Linked DNA regions of Ovis aries: region 2 is linked to region 1. Evidence: chromatin contacts called from public Hi-C data. All regions are on one chromosome and are shown on one strand. Each heading gives the region's core, a stretch centred on a gene start, on an enhancer-like site or on the middle of the called end of the contact. The rest is flanking DNA. Distances are from core to core; before and after follow the strand shown.

The links. Hi-C and Micro-C count contacts between places; a contact is called where the count stands out from the background.
Region 2: a Hi-C map of hypothalamus shows a contact between it and region 1, with 3 times the contacts expected there. The contact joins the promoter of MEGF10 here to the enhancer-like site in region 1. A contact is called at or near these places in 4 of 16 Hi-C or Micro-C datasets (blood, hypothalamus, omental adipose tissue and 1 more).

What each region holds. Positions count from the first base shown.
Region 1 is chr5:24,309,117-24,316,295 of ARS-UI_Ramb_v3.0, forward strand. MEGF10 (multiple EGF like domains 10) reads right to left here. Exons shown (of 26, transcript XM_042250276.2): 15 at 25-171. Among named protein-coding and RNA genes, the nearest start is that of PRRC1, 100 kb to the left of the region's middle. Within about 2 kb of position 4,410, at least 6 of the 54 cell types and tissues checked have an H3K27ac peak or open chromatin away from gene starts, as enhancers often do. A contact at or near this core is called in hypothalamus, where this site is marked.
Region 2 is chr5:24,463,250-24,470,428 of ARS-UI_Ramb_v3.0, forward strand. It overlaps MEGF10 (multiple EGF like domains 10), which reads right to left and starts at 3,718. Exons shown (of 26, transcript XM_042250276.2): 1 at 2,990-3,718.

The sequences.
Region 1 (7,179 bases), core at 3,160-5,659:
AGTGGCGGCTAACGAGACACTTACTTCTCTGACAAGTGGTGCCTCGGAACCCTGGCGCACACTCACAGATGCCGTCATCAGGGGAGCAGGAAGCCCCATTTTTACAGTAGCAGGGAAGGGAGCAGTTGGGGCCCCAGCGCCCCTCAGCACACACGCTGTCACAGTGGACTCCTGAAACGAGGCACATGGGAAGGCTGAGTGAGACGCCGTGAGGGTGGGCGCCTCGGACGCTAAGTCAGAGACCAGGACCCAGGTCACCATATCAAACCTGAGTTATCATGGGCAGCAGTGAGCAGGGATGATCCAAAACTTAAAATCCACGTATACACAGCAGTTCATCATCATATACTGTATCATATATCATAACATTAAAATAATCCCAGGACTATTCTCTATAGCATCATGAAGGAGAAGGAATAAAACATCTTTGTTATACTGATTTTTCTTTCTTAGGAGGAGAAAGCAAAGAAGCCCAAGGGCTCTGTCTATTGAAGGCAAAATTTATCAAAAATACTATATGATTTAGCCATCAGTGCCTTCCTCCCTTCCCCATTCTTTATTTTTTATAGAAAAGTAGGCAAAGCATAGAAAGATAAAGTAAGAAAAAGGTGGTTAAATAATTTTACATAAAGAAAATCTTCCCCTGGAGCAAACAAACAAAATTTTTAAATATTTTGAAAATACATTATGCAAGACAGAAAGATATACTAATCTGTGCCGCCAAAGTCCTCTTTAAACATTTAATCCAGCACAGGCAGGATATCACAAATGATCTTACTCATAGCTGTTATCTAAGTGATTGATTATTGAGAACCCATAAGCAGGTATTTAACTCTTAGTCTGGAAACAGAGAAACTTTAGAGTCAGTCACCAGTGAACAAATACCTGAAAGAAACACAGAGAAAATCCAAAGTTGCAAAAAATAAAACCAGGTTTTATTTCAGATAAATGGAAGTCTCCTTTGTAAATTCGTATTCGAAATACCATAGGGGCCTCTTTCTTGTAAGTCACAGTACTTCACAACTCAAAGAAATGCTCTCTGTATTGAGAGGCAATGAGTTCTAATTAGGAGGGAACCAGCGACTGCTGGCCTCCGACCAAGGGAAAACATGGTAAGCAGCAGCCCACTCCCACTCTGACGTTTCCAGAATGAGAATTCTGCTTGCACTAAGGAGGCTGACAAGTCCATGTTTTGTATTACAGTTTTTGCTCTTAAATTGATTAGGAGAAAAGTTACCATGGCCTGAACCTTAATACAGAAGCAGTTCCAAACCCTAACGTGAACACTGTTAATTGGTGGCCAGTCATTTCTACCGAAATAACTCTACTTTTCACTCTTCCTGGTTTTCTCCATCTGAAAGTCTTCCTCGTGGTAAAGGCCGTTAAGCAGGCATGAAAAAGCACAGGCCTCATTGTGTCTCGCTGGAATTGACAACAGACTGCTATTTCAGCCTGGACTGCTGGCTGAAGAAAGGCGAGCAGGCCTGTCAGAAGCCAACTGGGGTTTAAGTGTTCCCCATAGAATAAAATGCAGAATTCTGGTCTACTATGATTTTTTTCCCCTTGAGCTCACAAATATTTGATCTCTCTTGCAAATCTCTTTTGAAAAACTGAGATGGGACTGCAAATGCTCTATTCTCTAAGCACGCTAAAACAGTCCCAAAGTCTAAGCTAGTGTTCTGACTCACAATTACTAGGCAGACGCAGCAAATGGACTAAGGACCAAACCACTTAGAAAGAGGCTGCAAATCTAAAGTTTGTTTTGCAAACTTGAAAGAAGTACCCACAAAGGTAACCTGTTTCTTTCTCTAATTCAAGTTCAGGTTCCGATCATGAGCCAGGACTCCTGTGTTACAGCAGGTAAAATGAGACACTTGTCTCATAGAGACCCAGACAGCCCTGGCCATTTTGGTCTGGAGTTACCTAGGCAAATCCCACTTAGGATTTTAGAGAAGTGGAAGCTGAGTGAATATTTGGATAATCTGAAAATCACCCTGAAAATTAATCCTGAGTTTTGACACTGTTTTTTGGGGGGTAGGAGTTTGAGGGAGGTAGAGATATAGCCATTTACATGGTTTAGTTTATCAGCTACTTAACAGGTTTTTACATGACATTTCATAAAGTGCAGTTAAAATGGAACGGAATACACTCTACATCAAAAAGTATATGCTGCTTTTCCACATTAGAGATTATCATGATTTACATATTAATTAGCACATTCTCAATTAGAGCATGTTCAGAAAAATAACTCCAGGGCAGATTGGCAAATCAGAATAAAGGGATCCTTTTTTTATACCTATTTCCTCCTCCGTAATAAGTTTGTCCAGCTGGTTAGCATAACAATCAGTTAAAATCAACTTTATCAAGGTAATTTTCATAGATGTAACAAGGCCCCTGATATAGCAAGGAGATCCATAGCAAAGATAAGCTTTTTTTCTCATAATTTACCCATCATTTCATTTCTGAAGAATCAGGTAATTCTAGAGATCACCTATCAAGACTTCTTTCTCTAATCACGTGAGTATATTTCAACAGAATCAAGCTCACATTTAAATAATTTATTTTAGGGCCGCAAAGAAGTCTTTTTTTGGCAAGTAAATTTTAACAATTCTATTACCAACTCCCCCTGAAAATTCAATTCCTTTTCTTTTTCTCTATCACTAGTAACAATCAGTCATCATTTTGCAGATATTAATGCCAAGTCTATTTGGAGACAAACATAAGGCACGTCTCAGTCAGGTGGCAACTCCAGGAAAAAGGCATGAAGCTGTCTTTTCCCCTCTTGCTTCACCTTTTTCTCCTGTTGCTATGCATCCCTTTCAGACCTCTGTGCCCTTCTGTCATCTTTTGCTTCATCTTATAGTCAGAAAGGGATAAGATAAATTTATTATTACTGAGGGGTTATCACCTTTAGAAAATTAGTATTTTAGAAAGCATACCTGTTAGGAGCCCAAGAAATAAATCACTGTGAAATTTAAATCTGAAAGGCTAACTGAAATTCAGGAAGTAGCCCTGGGATAAGTGCTTTTCTAGGTCACAGTTAGTGTATGGACAATGATGTGCCCTCCATATTAGGCTAACCCTAAAGTGAAACTTTCTCCAGGATAGGGAATTGTAAGTTTGCTTTAACTATTTTGTGGGGTAAGGTAGGCGGCTGGGTGTTGTGTGTGAGTGTCTGTTTTATGCCTTACTTATTTCCACTGATTTCATCTTACTCTTTGCCAACCTTGCTGGAGTCCTATAAGACACCTTTTTGTTTCCTTGTTTCAAAGACAGAAAAGAGAATTCAGCTCAATAAAGATTGAAGGGGTCTAGACACTGCTGGCTTGCTAATGACAGGTTCTCTAAGAAAGACCTCCAACTCTAGAGTGAGAATGGCCCTAGGAGAGACATATCCAATCCTGTCTGGAGATCATGATCAGGGAAGGAAGTAGCTTGTGAAGGTGGAGGAGGGTCCCAGGCTAATAGCATGGTGGTGCAAGGCTCAGGCCCTAAGAAGATGTGTCTATCCTTCAGAAGTCAAGTGTTGGCGACAGCTGAAATTGGTGCTGGGAAAAGCAAGAAAGACAGTGAGGCAGCCAAGCAGTGGTCACAAAAGGAAGAGTCAAGGATGCCATTCTACGGAGTATGAGATTCCTCCTGAGTTAACAGTGAAAAAAATGGCAAGGTCTTGAACTAAATCAATGGCACCTGAGGGAGATGAATTCCAGAGAAGTACGGAAGAGAATGCAGAGGAAAGACCACTCTCCAGTCCATACTCCATCCAGGGTAATATAAGAATTCTCACAGCCCCATGAGAGTTGGTGCCTACTATTGTCACTGCAGTGCCCAGTACATGAAGGATGCTAAATGTCTTTTGAATGAGTCAATAAGCACAGCTCCTCTTTCCAACATAATATTCAGGACCATTTTCTAATTGGATGGAGCAACCATACCATTCTTTGTTTCTCTGAAGAAGATATGAGAAGGACATTCCAACCAGGAAGCCCAACATGTTAATATTCTGTATATCTAAACTGAGGACCCTTGCTAGCTAAGGGAGTGGAAATGTCTGCCTTCCTTATCTGGGGCAAGACAGACTTTCATTAGCTCAGGTCTGTGATTTTAAATGTTAGTCCAGATTATAAAGCAACCGGAGATCTAAAGGATATCTTGAGGAAATTCCTTTGGAATGTTTATCAAAGTACAGATAGAGGCTTTAATATGAGTTACTCCGGGAAACAATTTCCTACACTATTTGGAAGAAGGGACAAAACAGAAAGGGTATATCTTTAAATTTGTAGGATTCTCTGGTTCAATGCAAGTATTTTTTCCTGATAAATGTTCTAACACTGATAAGGAGATCTGTGAGGGACTGCTTTTGCCAGGACCAAGGACAAAGAGCTCTTTGATAGCCCTCAAGAGTTGCTAGGCAATGGCTGAGTGATCGTGATAAACTTCAGCTAAGCAGCTCTAAAGAAATGCTCATGCATTTAATGCATGATGCATTATGCCTGCGGCCTTCACGTGAAATCAGCATTCACTAGGCATTTGTGATTATGTGAACGCAGTAAATAAATCATTTGGGGTGTTATTATTTCCCCCTCTCAGAGATCTAACCCAAACTCCTGGTCTTGCTTAATTGTTTATATTCCTTATGCCACTATTGCAATATTTGGGCATCAGTGAATGAAGGAAATGATTTCAATTCGATATCCTGTTCCCAAGCAACCAACTACTAACTATCTATTACAGTGAAGAGTGTGATTTGTTAATAATCACTGGGTTTGGTGATTATAGGAGAGAGGAATCGAAGACACTCAGCAACTGAATACTTGGTCATAACGCTGTCTCTGCTTTTCTAATCCTCTGGACACCCAAGGCATACAGTGGTACAGACAAGCAACTCCCCGGCGTATCGACCTCTGCCCGCCCAGTGCCTTCCCTGGGAGCTATAAGCACCTTCCTGCCACCAGGAGCCGGTACCACCTCATCTTCCTGCTCCCAGCACCAAACACCGCAGTTGCATACAAGGTGGAGACACTCCGCAAACGGTCGTTAAATCAAAGTTTTCTCTTTGTATACTATTCATGTAAATGTTAAAGGTCCATTAAAAAGGATCTGCTGTTGGTCACCAGGTTGAAAACTATCTTCATAAGTAAGTAATGTAAATCGGAGATGTTTGCATTTGCAGTGGCAACAGCAAACACCAGAAATCATGGTCTGCCTTAGTCTGGACCCAGATAAAAGCAAACAGGACAGGATGCCGGGCAGACTGGTGAAGCTAGAAGCTTGGCTTTTTCTGCAGCCTCTCTTTTAGGAAGGTGAGTGCCTCCCTTCACCCTCACTTTAGGGACCCCAAGTTTTGCTTTTAAGTTACTGCCTCTCCCAAGCCCACAGACACGTAACAAAGCATATGCTACATTTTCCCACTCCCCTGTCCACCCCCAATACTTTGAAGGGTCAACTAATGAGTCATTCATTTGCTTACTATGACAATTCAGGCGTCACAGATCAGTACCTGGAGTTGCAGCTCCCTTACTCAGCTGGTCAGAGTTGGTGTGGGTAGAGCCACTTAGAAAGATATCTCTATGCTTCTTCTAGTCTTCTGCCACTGGCTATGAGGCTTTCTGTAGCAGAAATGTTCCCCTGGACTTCAACTTCTTCAATCATTAGAATAGCAAGGTAGAGCAGAGGCCAGCTCACAGATGGGTAATGGCTACTACAATTACTGGGGTTCCTTTTCAAGTAACAGACAAAGCCACCAAGTAAGGCTCTGCAGGTTGCACACTGCACAAAGGCCTTTGGCTAAAGGGCTAAGTCAGAGCATAAATCTAGCTTGTTGCTTTCTACGACCAAGAAGCACACTCTGAGGCATTTCAAACCTTTTCTAAATTTATACAAAAGGTACTTTATGGGCTGGCAGTGGCTCCATCCTTCTCACCCACCCTCCAGACTGTCATTCAGTAGGTCTGAAGTGGGGCCAAGAATATACAAGTTAGAGGAGCTCCCAGTTGACAGTGATCTTAGCCAGGGTTGGGAACCAGGCTGGAGGCTACTTATCCTCCCAGACAGCTGGAAAGAGACCTTGATTAGCTGTAACACTCAGCAAAGAGGTGATCTAGCTGACTGAAGTCAGAGAGGAAAGGAAGGAGAGAAGAACAGTGGCATGTTTCTAGTGTTTTGGGGAAGTAGTTTACAAAGCATATCACTCCACTACTCTGGAAACACACATACACGTACACATAGACCTAATTATATTTCTGGAATTTCAGGATAATGATTTTGAAAAGTCATCTCATTTATGTGTGTGTGTGTGTGTGTGTGTGTGTGTGTGTGCGTGTGTAACAGAGGTGTGGGAGACGAAGCCCAGGACACAAGGATGTTTCATTCTTCTCTTTCTCTCTCTTTTTTTTTTTTTTTTTTTTTACTGCAATCTGCCTCTGTTTGATAAAGTAACCTATTGGCTAAACACATCAATAAATTAAGGTTTTAATTAACAGCATATAATAAAAGTGTATGTCTCTTCTTTTAAAAAATGGTACATTTCTTTTGGAAATAGTATCTAGGATGTCAGACGCAACTTTTGGTTAGTATTTATGGCAGTACATTTTGAAGACTTATTTTATGACTAGGTAAAATGGGACAATCAATTATAGTATAAATAAATAAGAGTCTCATTTCCTTTAAGAGAAAAAAAAGACCGTCAAACATTAGAAAAGAGAATGAAGTTACAAAGGTGGTGAATGAGCACCTTGGTGAGACAGCAAGCTGACTTCCTCTCTATAGCACGTTAGAGCCTGACTCCCTCAGTGTTGGTATATCCATTTCTTTGTAAGGAGGGATAAAGCTCTTCTGACCCTTTGTTTTTTCAATCTCCACACTCCTAGGCCAGATCCATCTCTCCTCAGTGTCCTCAGCAGCCGAGCACTGTTGGTGTCTCTACAGATCAAATCTCGATAATTTGGTCAAGGGAAGAGTCCAGGTTTCCAAGTTAGATTTCACTGATTCTTTCTCAAAGCCCTTGCTTTTATCCCCCATATTTGCTACTCTCTTTAGCAATTCTCTACATATCACCGAGAGCAAATTCCACAGCAAAGAGAAAGGAAAGAGAATCACTTGCTTTCCTGAATTGAGGTTATTTATTTTGCCCCAAACCTGATATCTAAATGAAAAGCAAAGTTTTTTTTATTTCAAAAT
Region 2 (7,179 bases), core at 2,468-4,967, 150 kb after region 1:
CATTTTCTGCAGAGGGGAAAGCATACACAGCCATGTCAGCGAGGAGTGAATGAGGCAATGCATTCTTTAAGAAATAGTAACAAGATCATCAATGGGGCTGAAAGGCTGAAGAACAGGGTAGCAGAGAAGTAACCCTAAGAAGATGATGCAAAGTTGGTCTTATGTATGGTATTAAGAGGTTAGGCTTTATGCCATAAGTCAGTATTTCTCCAAATGTGATGTGAGGTCACCTCTACCAGATTCATTTGGGGATCTGCTCAAATGCAGATTTCTGGCCCTTATGTGTGGGGTGAAGCTCTAGAATCTGCATTTTTCAATAAGTACCCAGGTGACACTGACGACACCATCTGAGGAGCTGCCAAAGATTATTAAATATGGGAATGACACAATCAGATGTGTATTTTACAAATACGCTATTAAACAATCATGAGGAAAGTAAATCCGTGTTTGCTAAATGAGCACGTGCAAACTTGGGTTAGCATTAGAACCATCTGGGGAGCTTGTAAAACTGCAGACTTTTCACATCTCACCCAGGACTTCGTGCACCTGAATCCAAGTGGAGGGAGCAAGGATTTATATTCGGTAGAAATACATGAAATCACAATTTTACCGGGGTGAAAAATAGTCAAATTTTAGCAGTTTCTCACAGATCCACCTCATACTTTTAACAAGTCCTCCTCTATGTTTTTGATATACATCTGAGAATAGCTGATGAAATACAAGCAGAGTCAAATGCTTTTCTTTTTTTATTAGCAGTGTCATTATTCACTTTGACTGACATGGAATGAAGTGACACAACTTATGAAACTAAAGCAAATGTTAAAAAAAAAAAAAGGATATTCAAAAAACAACCATCAATGAACCAATGAATCAACCAATGAACTAAGGCAGCTAATTTAAGGATGTTAGAGCCAAAGGAACACCAGAGATGACACAGTTCTTTCCCTACCTCCCCACACATGATGAAGCTGATGGGAAAAGCGCCCTGCTAGAGATTATACTGCATATTTTGTTCAATCCCGCAGCGATCAGGCTCTTCATTTTAACAGGTATTGAAATCATCAGAGCTAAAAAGTGTTGGGGACTTAATTTATAGAGCAATAATGCCACATGAAGTTCTAAACCTGTGGGGGGGGAGGGGGTAGGCATAAAGCAAATACTTCTGCATTTCCATTTCTAAAATGAAGCACACAAATTTAAATAATATAGAACCTAGAACAGTGCTTGGACTGTAATAGATGCTTGATAAATATTTCTTGAACAAGTGATTTGAACTCTTAAAAAAACAGGTTTAAGGAGACATAGTAATGCAACAAGTTTCTAAGGCACTATAGTTTACAGGTTGTAAACTGAGTGTAGACTTCCCACCTGCTAACCTGTCCCAAGCACCTTTTGACACTTGACCATGACCCGTCCTCTACCAATCCCAGCCCTGCAATTTGCACCTTTCCTCTAAACAAGCCCCAGCAGGAAGCAATACAAAGACCATGTCGGAGCAAAGTTTGACAATGCATCACATTCTAGGTGGGAATGAAGCCTACCTGAGCACAGTTTTCAAAGCTCATCCAAACAGAAAGAATGGCTAACACTGATAACTAACAAAAACTATATCATCACAATACGAGTTAACGCTGTTAGAATAATAATGATGATGATGCTAATAACAGCTAATATGTGCTTACTATAGCCAGGCATGTTAGCATTCCACACACATGTTAACTTATTTAATCCTTTGAACTACCCTCTGGTATAGCATTGTTATTTTTCTGACTTTGCAGCTGAGGAGAGAAAGATTAAGTAATACCCCAAATCATACAACCGGATAGTGGCAGAGTTAGCAGTTTCCCCCAGGTCCCCTGGTCCCAGAGCATCCCCTCTGTTGAACACTATGACCTCAGAGTAGAACAGCAAAAAGTACCCTGCAAGCTGACCTCTTCAGAAAAATGATCTGGTCCTAGTCTTTTCATCCATAAGAAGTGAAACATCACATACAGTGAAGACCATACACAACGTGAGGCTCAGAATATAAAGGAGAAAGGCCAGGAAAGCCCAGTTTAGGAATAATAAAATCTCGAACTTTAACTCTCCCTGAAGAATTTGGATTCTCCTGTGGGGATATTTTCTAAAGAAGTATCAAAGATGTCACTACATTTCATTTACGCAGTGGTATCACTCATTTCCAGAAAGAAAGACAAAATACTTTCGTAAACCAGGACTAAAAGTCCTAGATCCAAGGAATTAAAAAGACCAACAGGAGACAGATCTTTCCATGGTAACTATACTGGAGGAGGAAATGGCATCCCACTCCGGTATTCTTGTCTGCAGAACCCCATAGACAGAGGAGCCTGGCGGGCTACCGTCCATGGAGTGGCAAAAGAGTCGGACACGACTGAGCGACTAATACTTTCACACAGGGCTGGAAGAACCGCCCTTCCCAACATCCCCTGAGGTACCAGGTATTCAAACAGGTAACAGACGCCTCCAGTCACCCAGCCTGTGATCCTGATGCCCCCTAAGAGACCGTGAGAACACAGGAGGAGGGAACATCCCAGTCTGACCGCACAATCTGAATAACAAGTCCTGGAGAAAGAGAAGTTTAGAAAACAAGATCCCAGAGGAGAAGCAAAGTGGACCAGACAGCAAGGACCCCGCCAAAACTGTTTCATTCCCAGTCTCCCCAAATCTGCCTACACACATCTACGACACTGGTCAACAGAGAATCAACACAAACAAGGAAACACAAGGGCAGAAATTATGCAGAGCAAGATGGGGCATCTCACGAAAAATACTCCAAGAAGTTCTACCCAGCTCCCAGTACAAGACCAAATCCAAACACTAACAATAAACCCTTGAAACCAGTAAACAAGCCAGACCGAGCCCATCTCGCCCCACCTCACGGGGCACCCGGGGTATCCTGGCTAAGGAAAGTCTGCCCCCCATTCCGGCCAAGGTCCAGAGGCTGCCAGAAGGGAGTTTGCCCAACTCTTACCCGAGATCCTGAGATTCACAGCGCAACACTTTCCCCCGGGTTTTCACGCAGCGCCAGTGGAGAAACAGAATCTGTTCCAAAAGGCGCAGTTCGGTTCCGAGCAGAGTCCCCAAAAGAGCGATACTTCGGAGCCTTGGTTCAGGCTTAGAGGCTCGGGAAAGAAGACGGGTCTCCGTGAGTTTCCGGACCCCCGGTTTCGCGCACCGAGAAAGTACTCGCTGCAAACTTGAGTCGGGTTTTCTCCGTCTGGCCCGAGATGCTGAAGGAGGAGGGGAGTAACCCGAGCCCGGCGCTGGATGCGAGCAGTTGCCGCTGCTGCAGCTGCTGCCGCCGGGACAGAGACGACTGGGGGGCGGGCGCGGGGGCGGGGGTCGCTGGGCGCGGCGGGCAGTCCCTAGTGTGACCTGCAGGATCCTCCCGGCCCAGTTCCTGTGCCCCGATCACGGGCTGTCCCTGTCCTGAGCGGCTTCCACCGCCCGGAGAGACTCCGCCAATAGTCTGGCTACTAAACTGGCACACCTTGGGGTTACCTCGTGGGATTTACCAAGGAGTAGCGGAGAGAGTGCCCGTCTGAGTCTCAATTCACTCTCAGGGCCCCAGTGTCAAAGTCCCCATAGGTGTTCTGGAGCCCCTGTGAAGACTGGGGGGAGTGGGGACAGCACCCGAGCAACCAGCAGGAGTGGATGGCACGTCCCCAGCGGTGCCAGGGAGCGAGCGCAACCGCGGGACAGAGAAGGGAGGAGTGACCTCGCAGTACAAAAGTGTGCGCTGCAGCAACAAAGTGGTTGGAGAGGTGGGGCGTGGGGTGAGGGAGTCCTACGGAGGCGGAGCGGAGAGACAACTCCACGGGCCAGCAGCAAAATCCCTCCAGGCCAACTAAGACTTCCCGGGCGGAGATTTCTTGGGGAATGGCTCCCTCTGCCGACTCTCCAGGGAGACCCCAGGAGACCCAAAGACGGAAAGCGATAAGGATGAAAAGGCTTTTCCCTATCTGCGTATTTGGGGAGACATAAATTTTGGAATCTCCTTCTCTGATCACCATCTTCTTTCTTAGGAAACAATTAACCTACATGAGAACGACCTGAGAAGATACACACTTCTTATCCATGGAAAGTTGTTAGTTTTTTTTTTTTTTTTCAATATTAAGCTGAATTCTATCCTCCCCACTCCCCAAAAGACTTGTGCTCCATTTTCACACCAGATGAGCCACTCCTGTTCCTTACATTAATATAAACTCTTTCTTTTTAGAGAGACCTCAAATGCATATGTGACCTCAGTCAGTAACAGTACAGGGCAAACAGTCCATGCTCAAAGTTATACTTGAATGGAATGAATGAGCATGTATATTTGAAGCCCCTCACTATTCTCCTTGGTCACCCCTGGAAATAAACAGCGGAAGACTGTTTCTGATTGTTTGTTTACCAGATAACATCACCCTTTCTTCTGGTTAACAGTACCTTCCTTCCTTTTTCTTGAAGGACCACCCCTGCCACATTTAGGGCATTCTGGATGGGAAGGTCATTCAGGATGGTCCGGCTTTTCTGAGTCCAAGAATGGGCACCTGCTAAGCTAGTCCCCTTAGACCTTCTCTTCCAGGAATACTAACGCTGACCAGAGCGGCACAGGTGGAATAAATCTAGTGCTGATTGATCCATATGACAGTGTTCTGGAGACTGACCTTTAGGTCATGTCATTTATACCCCAAAGCTCCCTGTTTTATACTTTATGAAACCTGGTTACTTCACTTCCTTTGATTTTTTAATTAACTTTATTGACATATGATTTACATTCAATGTTACTGTCATATCAAAGATAGAGTTTGAAAAGTTTTGAATAATGTACACACCCATGGAACCACTACTACAATCAAGATAATGAACAATCATTCCCAGAAAGTTCTCTTTTACCTCTTTTGAATTCAGTTACCCACCTCATTTTATCCCTGACCCACGCGACTGCTGTCTGTAGCCTTAGATTTGTCTTTCCTTCCATTGTAGAAGCTCCTTCTACAATGGAATCATATAAGATGCATTCCTTTATGTCTGACTTCTTCACTCAGCATAATGTTTCTGAAATTCGTCAAAATAGTTTGTAAAAGTAGGTTGCTTTCTGTTTATTGGTGAGTATTATTCCATTGTGTGGATATACTGCCATTTGCCCATCCACCAAATGTTTTCAATTTAGATTTATAATAAATAAAGCAGCGAGGAACTTTCGTGTAAAAGTTTTTTGGACATACGTTGTTATTGCTCTTATTTCACAGGAGTGGAATTACTGGATTATACAGTGTGTGTTTACATATATAATAGAGATTAACTGTTTTCCAAAGTTAATGCATCACTTTATATTCCCAATAGCAATATATGACAGTCGCTCCACATTATCATCAACACTTGGTATTGTCTGTCTTTTTATTTTAGCCATTCCATTGAGTATATAGCAGTATCTCATTATGGCTTTAATTTGCATTTCCCTAATAAACTGTGGAAAATTCTGAGAGAGCTGCTAATACCAAACTACCTGACCTGCCTCTTGAGAAATCTGTATGCAGGTCAGGAAGCAACAGTTAGAACTGGACATGGAACAACAGACTGGTTCCAAATAGGAAAGGAGTATGTCAAGGCTGTATGTTGTCACCCTGCTTATTTAACTTCTATGCAGAGTACATCATGAGAAATGCTGGACTGGAAGAAACACAAGCTGTAATCAAGGTGGCCAGGAGAAATATCAATAACCTCAGATATGCGGATGATACCACCCTTATGGCAGAAATTGAAGAGGAACTAAAAAGCCTCTTGATGAAAGTGAAAGAGGAGAGTAAAAAGTTAGCTTAAAGCTTAACATTCAGAAAACAAAGATCATGGCATCTGGTCCCATCACTTCATGGGAAATAGATGGGGAAACAGTGGAAACAGCATCAGACTTTATTTTTTGGGGCTCCAAAATCACTGCAGATGGTGACTGCAGCCATGAAATTAAAAGACGCTTACTCCTTGGAAGAAAAGTTATGACCAACCTAGAGAGCATATTCAAAAGCAGAGACATCACTTTGCCGACTAAGGTCCGTCTAGTCAAGGCTATGGTTTTTCCAGTGTTCATGTATGGATGTGAGAAGTTGGACTTTGAAGAAAGCTGAGTGCCGAAGAATTGATGCTTTTGAGCTGTGGTGTTGGAGAAGACTCTTGAGAGTCCCTTGGACTGCAAGGAGATCCAACCAGTCCATTCTGAAGGAGATCAACCCTGGGATTTCTTTGGAAGGAATGATGCTAAAGCTGAAACTCCAGTACTTTGGCCACCTCATGAGAAGAGTTGACTCACTGGAAAAGACTCTGATGCTGGGAGGGATTGGGGGCAGGAGGAGAAGGGGACGACAGAGGCTGAGATGGTTGGATGGCATCACGGACTTGATGGACGTGAGTCTGAGTGAACTCCGGGAGTTGGTGACGGACAGGGAGGCCTGGCGTGCTGCGATTCATGGGGTCGCAAAGAGTCAGACATGACTGAGCAACTGAACTGAACTGAACTAATAACTAATGATCTTCCCAGGTGGCAGAGTGGTAAAGAATCTGCCAAGGCAGAAGATGCAAGAGACAGGAGGTTTGAACCCTGGGTCAGAAAGATCTCCTGGGGGTAGGAAATGGCAACACACTCTAGTAATCTAGCCTGGGAAATCTCATGGACAGAGGAGCCTGGCAGGCTATATTCCGTGGGATTGCAAAGAGTCTAGGACATGACTTAGAGACTAAATAAGAACGAAAAATGACTAATGATGGTGAACAAAGATGTTTGCCACCTTTTCATGTGCTTGCATTTCATTAGTTCTTTGATAAAGTAGCCAAAGTTTCTTGTCCAATTTTTAAGCAGATCATTTGTCTTCTTGTTATTGGGTTGTATGAATTCACATATTCTAAAAATCAGGCATTTGTCATATATGTGTATAACAAATATACTGTTTCAGTTTGTCTCTTTTATTTCTCAATGTTTCTTTCAAACAACATAATTTTTTTTGACAAAGTCTAATTTATCAGCTGTTTCTTTTACAGCTGTGTTTTCCATGTTTTATCTAAGAGATCTTTGCTTACCCCAAGGTCATGAAGATTTTTTCCCACTATTTCTTCCAAAATTTATAATTTAAGCTGTTATGTTTAGGCCTGCTCCGTCTACTTCTGCTTCATTGCCTACCCTCAGCC